2 separate regions of the Mus musculus genome follow, and region 2 is linked to region 1. Evidence: chromatin contacts called from public ChIA-PET data. All regions are on one chromosome and are shown on one strand. The core of a region is the stretch at or near the end of the contact, and the rest is flanking DNA. Distances in the headings are between cores, read along the strand shown. Region 1 holds the start of Esd (esterase D/formylglutathione hydrolase). Region 2 overlaps Lrch1 (leucine-rich repeats and calponin homology (CH) domain containing 1).

Evidence for each region. ChIA-PET counts read pairs in DNA pulled down with a chosen protein or histone mark.
Region 2: a contact with region 1 is called in an RNA polymerase II ChIA-PET map of memory CD8 T cells, with 141 read pairs. The contact joins the enhancer-like site here to the promoter of Esd in region 1. A contact is called at or near these places in 1 of 484 Hi-C or Micro-C datasets (embryonic stem cells), 5 of 115 datasets of contacts at active chromatin or transcription factors (the 230-238 cell line, effector CD8 T cells, embryonic stem cells and 2 more) and 2 of 9 other capture datasets (adipose tissue and liver).

What each region holds. Positions count from the first base shown.
Region 1 is chr14:74,728,400-74,735,162 of GRCm38.p6, reverse strand. It overlaps Esd (esterase D/formylglutathione hydrolase), which reads right to left and starts at 2,866. Exons shown (of 9, transcript NM_016903.5): 1 at 2,775-2,866.
Region 2 is chr14:74,916,817-74,924,075 of GRCm38.p6, reverse strand. The region is part of intron 1 of Lrch1 (leucine-rich repeats and calponin homology (CH) domain containing 1); the gene reads left to right. Gm10847 (predicted gene 10847) reads right to left here and starts at 1,951. Exons shown (of 2, transcript NR_166820.1): 1 at 1,787-1,951. Within about 2 kb of position 5,400, at least 56 of the 459 cell types and tissues checked have an H3K27ac peak or open chromatin away from gene starts, as enhancers often do. A contact at or near this core is called in adipose tissue, effector CD8 T cells, liver and 1 more, where this site is marked.

The sequences.
Region 1 (6,763 bases), core at 1,617-4,116:
AATATAAACTAAAGTAACAGACACCAGGAAGACGCCTTACCACGTTGGTGGTCTTATCAGTGATGTCACTCACTGGGTGCTGGCTGGATTCTATTGTAGGCTACTCTTAGAAGTGTAACGCTAGTTTGAAAAGTGAATTTTGGAAAATGTTTTTGCACAATTAAGAGTAATCTCAGTCCTGTCTCTTAATCTGGATACTTAGTTGTACAGTGGAGAATTGTGATTTGAGCTTTGGTAGGGCTACCATCAGAGATCTTAGCTGCTTTGTGGTCTGGCCGCCTAGAGGATCATGGAACTTTCTGTTTCCTTTTCTCTTTCGAAAAAAAAAAAAAAAAATAAGCCAGATGAGCCAATTCCATAGGATTAGGGTAGTTACACATTGATAAAGTACCCTCCGTTCATAGATAGCTTGATTTGTAACACACAAAATATTAACTTTTAATGTTTCATATGTTATTGCAAATACTGCTTCTCTGTCACATGGATAATTGTCATATGAATATGACAAGTCTGGTCTATGTTAATACAGACAGTCAGCACAGGGAGGGTTTAGTCAAGGACATCCTACATCTATGACAGTGATCCTGTAAGAGTATAGTAGAGCTAAAAGTTCCTGTCAGCCAGGACACACGTAGCTGCAGAGGGAAGACAACACCAAGTGACAGACTTCACAGAGCCATTTGCAAAGCTCAACGAGCTCCTTAAATACTTTAAAAACTTGAGACCAAATATCACATGGATTTTTTATCAATGGAAAGGAATGCTCATGTGCACCAGTCACTTATAAATCAAACTCAAGATGACAGAAATAAGTAAGCTACTGTCTGCGGGTGTGTGTGTGTGTGTGTGTGTGTGTGTGTGTGTGTGTGGAGCCTCCTGCAGGTGCTCACTACAGAAGGCGTTATGGAGAAGGAACTGCGTCTGCCGGGGAGGATAGCTCCATATATGTACCCTAAAGCACTTCCATGGGATGAAATGTGGATGCAGAAGACAGTCATGGGATGTGGTCCTGTGAATCAACCCTGAAGATTGTGGGATTGTGTCTTCGTTTCTATAGAAAGTTTGTGAAAACTAAAACCAGAAAAAAGCTGATAAAATTTAAAAAAAAGTTTGCATCACTGTAATAATAAATGTTAAATGGCTCTAAAAACTACAGTTTATAAAATAAAAAAAAAGTTAAAGTATGAATAAGATATTTTAAAATAGGTTTAGTGTAGCTTCGTCCAGGTCACTTACATTCCCTAACTCATAGCAAAATTGACTTACTGACTTGCTTTGGACCTGTAAGCTCTAGTTACAAAAAGCATTCTTTTACTGGCATTCTATTTGTTGAAAATCTTTTATGCCATAATTTACTCTGTCTCCTTTGTGTGTAGACACACCAGTAGTTGCCATCGTGTTAAAACTGCCTACCATATTCTATACCTTGTACATGTTCACACTCCAAAGTACCATCTAGGTTGCATAAGCTGATTCTGGTATGCTCACCCAAGAATGAACTTTCTTAAGTTTCTCAGGACCTATGTTGTTTGTTAAGATACAGTTGCCTCCAGACTTAGTCAGGGCTTAGTCACAGACCTTTGACAATGGCAACACACTTTTGCTGCTTCACAATGAATAAGCATATTCTGCTGCTTTGGGGAAGGCATAAATTCACAGTCCTGACCACCATTTCTTTACTCAAAGCCTGTCCTGCCTCCCCCCCCCTCTATTTCATTCTTAGTTCCCAACTCCCCCACCCCACGCCCCTTTCCCAGTTCTTGTCACATATTTTCCCCCTAACTCATAGTCCCTAAATTTCAAACACATCTTCTGGGCTGAAAAATCTAAATCTGTCTTTTCATATTCAAATTTTAAGCATTAGTGCCAAACTGCTATGCATTTATTTCGCATCGCTATAGCAAAACCCAACACATTTAAAATTAAACTTAGATCCTTGCCTGTACAGCCTATCTTATATCTGAAATGTCTCAAAAGTTGAACTTTAAAAGTTTCGTTGCACGCGCCCTAAATCCCTGGAGAACCAGGCGTTCGAGAACAGCCTGGTATACAAAGTGAGTTCCAGGACAGTCAGAACTACAATGTCTCAAAAACAAAATAAAACAAAATCTCAGTATCATCATAGCAATTATATATAGCTAAGAGCTAATTAAAACCTTAGTCTACTTTCTTACTAGTATGTCCCACTACAAACAATACTGTTATAGAAGCCTGGGGTTTCATTCCTTTAACTTTTCAAAGAATGCCTATAGATTGCTGACCATTAGGCCTAATATGGCCTACATAAAAAATGGTGAATTTTATTAATTTTAAATAACATAAGTGCCATCTTTCTGACGACTCAACCACAAATCACCTATGGACGGCCGCCTACACCTGAATTTTTACCACTGGGCACGGCCTCGAGCGCGCTGCCCAAGACACCTCAGGGCCCTAGTGGCGTCGCCTGCAGCCCAGGCTGGGATCCCGGAGGGAAAGCGTTCCCCGGGCTCCGCGCGGGAATGCTCGGCGAAATGCCGTCCCGGCGGGCACTCCACCAACCCGAGCATCCCAGCGAGCCTGGCGCCCCAGGTCACACATTGTTTCCAGCTCCCCGAAGTTAAAGCGATTAGCAGGCCCTGCGGGACGAGGCCTGCCTTACCGCGGCGGGAAGGGTGCAGAGATCGTCACCATTCCCCGCTGCTATCACCACCGCAGGTCTAGGCGTCCGCGCACAGCCGCCCGAAAACCAGGTAGTAGAGAATGCTTGGGACTCACGACCCATTCCATCTTACCTCGGTGAGGGGCAGCTTCTAACTCGCCAGGGAAGAAGGTTGGGGCTTCCGCCCCGAGCACTGCCTCTGGCTCCGCCCACACCATATGTCCCGCCCCGGCCTCCGGGGCGGGTCCCACGTAGAGGCTCCTCCCTTTGGGCCCGTCCCCTCCTTTGGCCGCTTACTCTGGTCCCCTCTCACGGCCCCGCCCTCAAGTCCCTCCCTTTCTCTGCCCCTCTCCTCCCCAGCCCTCCCTCCTGAGCTGCTCCCATTCTGAGACACCGCCCCCAGGGCGCGCACTCTCCTAGCAGACCTGCCCTATGGATACACCCCAAGGGAGACTAGGAGTTCCCGGACCCCGACCCTCCCCTACAAGGCCATTCCCAAGAGACTTTTCGCCGGGTTCCTGTTTCCGCGGTGTGTCAGGATGAGCCAAAAGTGTGTCTGTCATGACACTGGACCTCTAGACCTCTGTAACTTGCTTCAGATGCTCCCAGAAGGCAACAAGAGAATGAGGCTCTAGTACACCAGCTGGCCTCTCCCAGTTAACTTGTGGAAAGGGCTTGTGTGGAACTCTGCAGTTGTTTGGAAACCTGAGCAGAAATTTCACATTTCCACCCTCATTCCACATCTACTCTGCACCTGCTTGATTTGGAGCTTCTAGGAGGAGGACACATTCATTAACTCTTTTCAATGTCCATTTTTTTCTCCCCTCTTCCCTCAATAAAAGTTGAACTGTGTCAGGGTTTCTGGTTAATCATTTACAGCAGTTCTCAACTTCATCCAATTTAACCAGCAAGTGTACTTTGTTCAGAAAATTAAATATTACAAGCAGTTTTTAAAACCAGTATTTAGGCTGCTAGGTTGTGGATACTATGTATAACCTGTAAGATTGTCTGGTTTAATAATCACGCAGCCTGTGCATTTGCAACAAACTGTCAGAAGGACCCAGTGCCTGCTCTGTGTGTATAGGCTCTCCATCTTAGTTTTGCTGGGGGACTTGCAAGTTATGTGGCTAGTCAGGCTAAAAAACAAGTAGGTGAGCTGAGCTCAGTGGAATATAACCTGTGTGGATGAGCTGCCACGCAGAACGTTGCTTTTCTGTGTCATGTGGCAGGCATTTGTGTACCTGTTTAATGGTTAACCAAAGAATGTTATTTTGAGAAAGCATTAAGGTAAATTCTTAAAATTATTATTATTAACAGAGTCTTAAATGTAATTCTGGCTAGCCTGGAACTTACTACGTAGACCGGCTGGTCTTGAACTCAGAAATCCCCCTACCTTTGTCTCCCGAATGCTGGGATTAAAGGTATACTCTATCACTCCCAAGCTAACTACTTTTAAATGTAATTTATTGGAAAGGTAATTTTTTTTCAAACTGAGTTTCACAACTGAAGTTATGAAAGATTACCCAAGTCTGCAAATTCTTTCTAATTGTTAAATGCTTGAACAAAGTTTAAAGGGTGTTCAATTAGTATCTTGATCTCTTTAAGGTACAAACTAACTCCAAAGAGTTCTTGTATCCATATTAGTGGTAATAATCATAATGACAGTTTCTCTCAGTCAGCATGAAATTATACTAGATCAAAACTTCTATTTTCAAGAACATTAATACTATATATTGTTATTTGGGTGTGAAAGTAAAGAAAACCGAATCTGAAAGTAATGTTGATATTTCTGATAATGAAAATGAATGAATAGTAATCACTTAAAGAAATATGTCCAAAATTACCTAGAGCAGTGGTTCTCAACTTTCCCAATACTGCAGCCATTTAATACAGCTCCTTGTATTGTGGTGACTCCCAACCATAAAATTATTTTTGTTGCTACTTTATAGCTGTAATTTTGCTACTGTTATGAATCATAATGTAAATCTCTGGTTTTGTTGTTTTGTTTTGTTTTGTTTTGTTTGTTTTTTGGGTTTTGTTGCTGTTGTTGTTTTGTTTTTTGTTTTTCGAGACAGGGTTTCTCTGTGTAGCCCTGGCTGTCCTGGAACTCACTTTGTAGACCAGGCTGGCCTCAAACTCAGAAATCTGCCTGCCTCTGCTTCCCAAGTGCTGGGATTAAAGGCTTGCGCCACCACCACCTGGCAAATATCTGGTTTTTGATGGCCTTACATGACCCCTGTGAAAGGGCCATTTGGCCCTCCAAAGGGGGTGCACCCCACAGGTTAAGCACTGCTGACCTCTAGGTCTGTGACTGAGAATATTCAGTTTCTCAGTTTGAATGAATATGAGCTATGAGCGGGATGCAACCAATAAAAGAACTCAATGAAAATGACGAAAACTCCAATCTGCTTCAGATCTGTGGGGATGGGAACTGTCTTGGCTTTCCAAAAACTTTATACACTGGGCTGGAGCATATCAGAAATGTATTTACTATGATTTTGAAGGCTGAAAATCGAAGATCAAGTAGTTGGGCCATTCTGTCCCTGGTGAGGGCTCTCTTTCTGGTTTGCAGAGGAGTACCTTGGTATAAGTTCACTGCAAAGAGCAGGAGTTCTGGTCCCTTCATCTTTTGCCAGGGACATCAGTCACACTTGTGAGGAGCTTGTACTTGTCTCATAGTTGTCACCATAATTATCTACTTCCAAATGCCAACTAAGGACTTACACTTCAATTTTCAATTTGAGAAATGCAAATGTTGAGTCTGCATTAAACTAATAGTCTACAAAAGGATGCTGGGGTTTTGGGCATCTAGATGCCTGATTCTAAAATACATGTTAACCTGTCAAGTTAATGAACCTAGGTCTGAGTCTAGCAATATGCACCTTTTAAAACCCTGTCTCTTTCCTCTGTGAATGAATTTAATTTTATTCTCTACATAGGTCAGTGTATGTATGTATATGTGTGTGTGTGTGTGTGTGTGTGTGTGTGTGTGTGTGTGTGCGTGCATATGTGCACGAGCACGAGTGCATGATGTGAACCAATGTTTGTGTCCATGCCGTATACATATGGAGGCTGGAGATCAACACTAGGTATTGCTCTTCACCTTATATTTTGAAACAGGGACTCTCATTGAACAGAGTTCAACAATTGATTGAACTAGCTGTCCAGGAAGCCCTGGAATCCTTTGGCCTCCACCTCTCAGCACTGGGGTTACAAATGTGCATCCTGAGGTCTCGTCCTTCTTACATATGTGCTGAGGATCCCAGCTCAGGTTCTCATGTTTATACAGCAAACCCTTTATCCCCAGGCAGCTCCCCAGACCCAGCAGTTCAGTTGGAAAGTTGGAAAGTTGTTGGCTGCAAAGCCTGACACTGTATGTGTGTGTCTGTGTGTGTGTGTGTGTGTGTGTGTGTGTCTCTCTCTCTGTGTGTGTGTGTGTTAGTGGGAGTTTTTCTATCTTGTATGGGATTAAGTTTTTGAGGGCATTTTTATAGTCATTGTTTTTAAAGAGGTAATCTATTTTATTCATGCTACATACTAGTGCCATTTTCAGATGTGATTTATTTCTGTTGACATTTTCAAGATGTTCTTGGATTTACGGTGAACTTAAACATTTTTAATTTAAGATATAGTCCCGCACGAGGAATTATTTGCTCAATTGCTCTGGACATTTTTATTGCTCTTGAGATCTACTGCCATATTCCTTTCTGGAAAGTTCATAAGTGCAGTGTTTATCATCTTCAGTTTCATACACTAGGGTCATATGCACTATTCTGAAATGCCCTGCTTTAAAACTTTTTAATAGCTATGTGCTGTGTTAGCCTGTGGATGTTCTACAGTTTACTTAACAAATATCACATTGACTTAGAAATTAGTCCTCTACAAACTGTTGCAAAGCATGGGAATATGCACCACCACCTTGTTTTGCTTGTTCTATAGGATAGAAGTTAGACTAGGGACAAAGAAAGGTAAATGGTCTCTGATCCACGGTGTCTGTGGACTTGGGTAATTGTGAGAGCCAACTGCTGAGATGAATCAAACGTTGGGGAATGGCATCATTGATAGATCTTTTCCCTTACAAACCCAGTGACCCACCATAACTAAATGATAAAGCCCTATGTC
Region 2 (7,259 bases), core at 4,151-6,650, 190 kb before region 1:
CAGAACCTCTGAAGCTGCTGCCGTGCTCCCAAGCAGATACACTTATCATTGTATTTGAACTACACTGAGACTTACTGCAATTCTTCCATAAGGTCTGTGACTGGGACTTGGCCCACAACCTCTCACATGGCTGGGTGTCTTACTTAGCCCTTGGTAAAAGGTGAAATGGATGAGTGAAAGAAAGAGATGGCACCACTCAAAAAGCAGATTCTGTCTGTGTTATCTGAACACCTCTGACTAACCTGGAACTCACTCTGTAGACCAGGTTGGCCTTGAACTCACAGAGATCCGTCTGCTGCCACCTCCCAAGTGATGGGAATAAAATGGAAATAAAAGTGTGTGCCACCATTTCCTCAGAGTTACTCTTAACAGATGGGGTGTAGTTTGGAAACGACACTTAGAACCTTATGTTATAAGCACTTCCTTCTGGGTATAAGAAGATGCCATCCTATACTGACTTATGGCAACTATATTAGTGTCCGCAGGTCTGTGGTAATGGGAGTGGAGCTGCTTACAATCTTAGGGAGGGTCTGAAGACCTTCATGAGGGAGTCCCAGCTGTTACCTCTCATAACCTAAGTGATCTTGGCAGATGCCTTTACCCGCTGAGCCATTTCATTGCGTTAGTAGCCTACAGCATGGCTTAGAACCACAGCATGGCTTAGAACCACATCGATGTGTCTAAATAGAGAGTTCTTGCTGCATCCTCGTGGTCTGGGTAAAGACCTGGGCCTGAGAGAACTTACTTTGTGAGGTGTAAGCTCAGGAATGATTCCCCGGGTACACGCTCCTCTACAGAGTACATCCGTAAATCTAAAAGCTCTTGGAGAGTGCATGCGTGAGGAAGGAGGAGATACAGTGGTTGGAGGTGGTCTCCATTCTGACTTCTCAAGCCCTTCAAGTAGGCACTTCAAAGCTTTGCCTAGAGTGTGTGTTTTGTGACTTCTTGTGGTGACTATGTTTTGGCAACCCTTCATTAGCACCGGCCAATGCCTTGAATGAAAACTGTTGGTGATCACCTGCAAGTGAAAATTTAGCTTTCTTCAAGTGGGTCTCACTGGGGAAACAAATTACTCTTAAGGCTAGGCAGCATGCCCAGCAGCAGATGATCTACAGAAAACAGACCCAATCAGTATCACTGGAGCCTCTTTGTCTTATAACGTTGTTGATGTTGTATCAGGGTTTACATCATCATCATTACATATTTATTTTATTTATAGCCCTCCACCTTTTTTATTTTAAAAAAGAAACTCTCCTGGTTCTTTGGGTATATATTATGGCTTTCAGTTAAGCCTTTTTGTGGGATGCCTGAGTGTGTGAATCAATGGGGACAAGTGGATCTCTGGGTCTATATCTGGTTATTTGGGCTCTTTTTCTTCCATTTGTTTGTTTTGTCCTATTCTGACGTGTTAGTTATTTGTCCTATCATATTTTATTATTATCCCCCTGTTTATTTTCTGAGAGACAGAAGGGTTTACTCTGGATGGGAGGGGAGGAGCAGAGGAACTGAGAGGAGAGGGAGGAGGGAAACCTTAGTCAGCATATATTGTGTGAAGGGGAAAATCTCTTTTCAATAAAAGAAGAAGAAAAAAAGAAGAAAATCGTGGTGAACCATCTGTGTGTGCTTATAGGACAGATGCACATGGAACGGACACAGCAAGGATGAGGTATAAAGAACATCAACCAGAAAAGACCCCCCACCCCCCACCCCCCAGGATCTCTGTGCATGTCTGATTGCCAATCAGAGGAAACAAAGACCGTTTGCATCTGGAGTCACCAGCCCCCACCTGTCATAGTTTCCTCTGAATCTCAGTGAGAGCCTCCAGCTGCTGTTAACATGCCATCTCTCTGTTTCTGCAGTGAGCTAGAGGAGCCGTGCTTACACAAGATGGCACCCAAGCCATCCGTCCCAACACCGTGGCCCTGTGGTCTCAGCCAGCTGGTACAGAAGTGGCAGTTGCTGGGTTGGACCCGTGACCCGTTCGGTCACGTGGTAGGAGCTAGAGGTGCAGGGCGTGGCATGAGTGCCAGGAAGGACAGGAAGCATCCTCAGGGGAGCTCCCCGTACTCCGCCCCCCCCCCCCGCCCCTCCTCCCATGGGGGAGAGAGGCAATTCTTAGTTCCATCTAATGCTTTTAACCAGCAAGGCCAGACTTCAGCCTCTAGCTCTGCAGAGAAAGCTCTGACCTGAAAAGTTCTATCCCGTTGAGGAATGTCGGGGTGCTTCTCTCTGGAGGGACCGTAGGTAGTGGGAGTGTAATGGAGGGTGCGCTGTGAGCAGAGAGAGGCTTGGCGTTTTCAAGAGTCCATATGTGGTTCTTGGAATAAACACAAAATACACCGAAGGGCTGTTTTTCTAGAAACCATGGTCCGGTTGACTCTGCCAAGCAGCAGGCTGTTAATGTTCTCCCACAGTGTCTGATTACAGCACCTGTTTGGGGGACATGCAGACCACAGCGTAGCTCTGCCAGCAATTATCTGTCTATTTTTATAGCTCACCAGGGCAGTATTGGTCACTAAAAAAGTGGGCCATCTGAGAACTGCACGAGCAAGATATCAGTTCACTGAGGCTGAGGCAGGAGGATTGAGAGTTCAAGGTCAGCGTCGGTTACAAAGGGAGGTCTGTCTACCTATCTCTCTCTTTCTGTCTCTCTCTCTCTCTCACACACACACACACACACACACACACACACTGTATGTTTTTGTCTACACACCCACACACAGCAGGACTGGTAATGTTTCTGTTTATACACCCATACCTACACATGGTGGATTGATATATGTTTTTGTTTACACATACACACAGTGGATTGATACACTACATATTTTGGTCTATATATGCATGATGAACTTATGACTGTATATTTTTGCCTATATATACACTGTGGACTGGACTTATTACTTATTATTATGTTTTAGTCTCTTGAGCTCTTTCTTGGCTTTTTATTTTATTTTATTTTTTTCCCTACAGAGTCTCACCATGTAGCTGGGCTAATCTCAAACTCTCTCGGATCTTCCTGTGACACCCTCCCCAAACCCCTAATGCTGGCTTTTCAGGCTGTGCAGCCAAAACCAAGAGAGTTCTTCCCCCTTAGCACTGTACCCGTTCACTTGGTATTGAGGAATAATGATTTTTCCCTTCGAAAATCCTCATTTGGCTGACTTTAGTGGGGTATAGGGTCAGTAGTTCCTTTCCTGTGGCTTATGGCTGCAGATCTGCTGATGTGAATGATAAAGCGATAACACCATATTCCTATCCACTCATTTCCGGTTTCTTTCCCGAGTTCCTTTGTTGCCACTTTGCTCACACATTTTAGATTTTTGTCTTCCCACACTCTTGTGAGAGGCTGCCAACCTGTGTCCCCACCCAGGTGCAACGCAGATGTCCACGTCGTTGTCTGCTGAAAGGATCCTGTTTCAGAAATGAGTGTTGCGTTCTTCATTGGGAAGTTTGCAGAGTCAAAGCTGACGGAAGCCCAGGGTCAGAATCTCAGCTCCATGGGGTGAGCTTGGTAGAATTTCAGAGTTCCCTGGGAGGACTTGGCACCCGCCCTTGGGAATGACAGGAGTAGAACCTGTCTCATAGAGATGTGGACGTCTGTATCACATGAGTCGTAGGGCACTTGGCATGAATGCCACTTTGGGTTCCAGCTCATGGCCCTTTGTGGCTATTCTTCCTCTCCCAGACTCACTCCTGTTGCTTCCAGGTTGGGGAGAAAAAGTTGTGTTCAACTCATTTTTATTACTGAGCAACCCCCCCTCACCCCCACCCCCCTCCAATAAGCTTTGTAATACTATTTTCAGTGGACGAGTTCTTAAAACTAATTCTGTCACTTGCCTCGTCTGCGTTGTGGGGGCCAGGTAGGCAGTGAAGCTTGTGTTGCTGATGTTGTGAAGATGTGGGCTCTTTCCCATGGTGATGAAGAGCTGCCTAGCTCTTGTCTGAGTGTGACGGTCCCTCTAAGTCTCTTTGTGCCTTATGTGTAGGGGTGTGAGTGTGCACACACGTGCATGTGTTAGTGCATGTTCTTACAGGCAGATGTGTATAGGTGCCAGAGGTCAGCACTGGATATCTCTTGTCACTCACTGTCTGCCTTGATTTTTGAGGCAGGGTCTCTCACTGGTCCTGGAGCATACTGTACAGGCTAGATTAGCTAGCCCCTCCCCTCCTGCTGGGATTACAAATGCTATGCAAAGCATTTTAATTGCATGATCTGGGGGTTGAACTCCGGGTTTGTGTTTGTAAGGTGCGCTGTTTATTGGAGCTGTCTCAACTTCCCTTGATCTTTCTAAATGTTTCTTAATGAACTTTGGTTTCTTAAGGTTTTGCCCATTTGTAATTGTATAGACTTAATTCTTCTTTATTGCTTGTTTTGGGGGTAAGGGAGTGTGAGACAGGTTTCTCTATGTATGTAGCTCTGGATGCCCTGGAACTCACTACACAGACCAAGCTGCCCATGAACTTGTGGTAGTTTCTTCTGTTTCTACTTCCTTGGGTTGGGGTTACAGATGCGAGCCACCACATCAAGTTGACCCTTAGCTTTCACATGCCAGACTAGTCAAAATCCACAAGGACTGATGAACACTGTTTTATAAAATGCTGCTTGTGAAAAAAACAAACAAACAAAAAAAGGACCTTCTGGAGCTGGACCGTGTGCACAGCATGGATGGCATCTGTGCTGTGGTTGGGAAGGATCACGGCAGTGCAGTTTGGTGTGTTTGCTATAGAAGTTCCTCTCTCAGAGTGCTCCCGTGGGAACCGAGCAAGCAGAGAGCTGGGCATTTTCACGTGTTTCACTACTGAAAAGTAAAGAGGGGAACTCCTAGTGACATGGAGACATAATTCCAGGCGGATTTCTGAGTTCGAGGTCAACCTGGTCTACAGAGTGAGTTCCAGGACAGCCAGGGCTATACAGAAACCCTGTCTTGAAAAACCAAAACAAACAAACAAACAAACAAACCAACGAGACGTAATTCCTTAAGGGAAGCACAGCTTCTCAGATGGTTGGGAACTTTTTCAGCTTAGCACAGGGGCAGGCATCTGTGTGTCACCACTCGGGTGCTTAGAGTTTCTGTGACCTGTCTTAGAACGCTTGGAACCTACCTGTGAGGAGAGGAGCAGCTGACACTCATGCTGCTGTCACACGTGAAGATGCCATGGGTCTTTCCATGGCTGGGACAGAAATGAGCATGACGCAAAATCCTGGCCTTGAATATGCCTCACCTACTGGTGTGTTGTTAATCTGAGTCATTGCTACTTTGGGCTGCAGCTCTATCTCCCGTTCACTTTTAATCATTTTTTTGGTCCTGTCCCTATAGATGTCTGCTTTTAGACCCACCCTGCTGTGTAAAGTCCCAGCTCTAAGCCTTGTGGGCCAGTGTTGTGTGGGAGGATACTGGGGCAGGGGTGGGGGGTGGAGAGGAATCAGCACTTCAGAATTTACTTTCACTTTTTATCTTGAGTTCTACTGCCTTAAAAGCCTCACATTTTTTCTTCATGGGCTTTGGATGTGGACAAGGGATCTATTTCTAGTCAGTCTATTTCTAATGCTATCATAGATGATATTACATAAATGTAGGTAGAAAGAGAGTGAGGAGGAAAGGATAGCAAGCAGAGGACATGTGGCCATTGGCTACAGCCAAGTGACAGTTCTGATGACCACTGTCACCAGGTGGTTTGGGGAGTGCTAGGGTTCTGTGACCTGTCTCAGAACATTTGGAACCTACCTGTGAGGAGTGGAGCAGCCGACCCTCACTCTGCGGTCATGGTCACACGTGAGAATGCCACAGGTCCCCGGAACGTTGTATTTGTTCCTGGGAAAGTGTCACATAACAGGCCATAACTGCCAGTCACTTGTAATTGTCAGCCATTGACATAATTGAATAGCTCATTTAGTGGATCTGTAGAGCTCACTTCTTCATTGAGGACCACGACTGAGCTGTAACTGGCTGTGTTGGGCTTGGGTTGGGGTTCTGGGATGATGGGCTGCATTTTGTTGGCATGGGCAGCTTTTCTGGATCTTTCCAAGCAGAGAAGAATATTAGGCATTTTGGACAGAGATGGCGGTTTCATCCAGGATTTTATGAGAAAGCCTTAGCTTTTGTAGCAAAGTCAGTGATTCCCACCAGGTCTCAGTTTCGTTATGAAAAGGGAACTGGCCATTAAATGGCTACTGCCTCAGACTCAGAGATACTGTGATTTGCTGAAGCTCAAATAGCACCTGACAGATGCGAAGAGGCTCAGTAAGTCTAGGCCTCCTTTTATCTCTCCAAGATTCTTGGTTTGTAATGACCACATTCCAGGGATACTGCTTGTTCAAGGAAATGTCTCCTGTCCCCATTACTCTGATTTCAGAGACTAGAGAGTTGTGGCCCCCAGTGTCACCTCTGTTCCCGACCCTGTGTTTTTTTCTGACCCTGGCCCTGGGGTTTTTCAGAACCCTAGAAAGAGGTGCCAGACCTCTAACTCTTCCTGTGGTCCCAGGCAGGCTGCACTCCAAATACATGCATAACACTGATGCTGATGGAAAGGATGCCAGGTGAACCTTGAGGCTGGAGCTTCGGTGATGATGAGCCAAGGCAGTTTAGACAGCATTTCCGGATGTTTCTGAAAGGTTTGACGTAAGCCACAGGCATTTTTAGAAGTATCAGAGGAGAGGTAATGAAGATGCTAAGGCATACATACATGGTGACTTGCCTGAGCGGATGATGGGTTTAAACTGGCAGATGAATCTCTCAGGACACTCGTGACAAGTATGATTACTTAGGGATTAGAAGGAAAAAAAATATCCAAAGTAGTTTGTTCTCGTGTTATGGTACAGTTTTAGAGATTAAACACCATTTGTTTTCTGGTGAAAAGTTGAAAAATGTGTCTGTCTTATTGTTAAAACGGGGGTGTTATGGACTAGCAATGAGAATCTTAGGATTGTAAATGAGTTCTTTACTCTAGCTAGCTCATGTAAAAGACACAGAGACCTGGTATTTTATTAACAAGCTGTAAGCCTAGATTGGGAAGGCTCTGAGCTATTTTAACTTACATCTCAACCGTATGCCCCTTGCTACTTGTTTGAGTCTCTCCTGGGCTGACTTCTTCATCTTCTCTCTTCTTCTTTCCCTTCCTGGTGTTAAGTCCCTCCCTATTCTCTCTTCTGCCCAGCCATTGGCTAAATTAGAGAATAAATGGGGAGCAATGTTTACACAAACTTGAAACAGGAGATACTTGGAGTAAGCATTACAGTGTGTCCAGATTGCAACTAGATG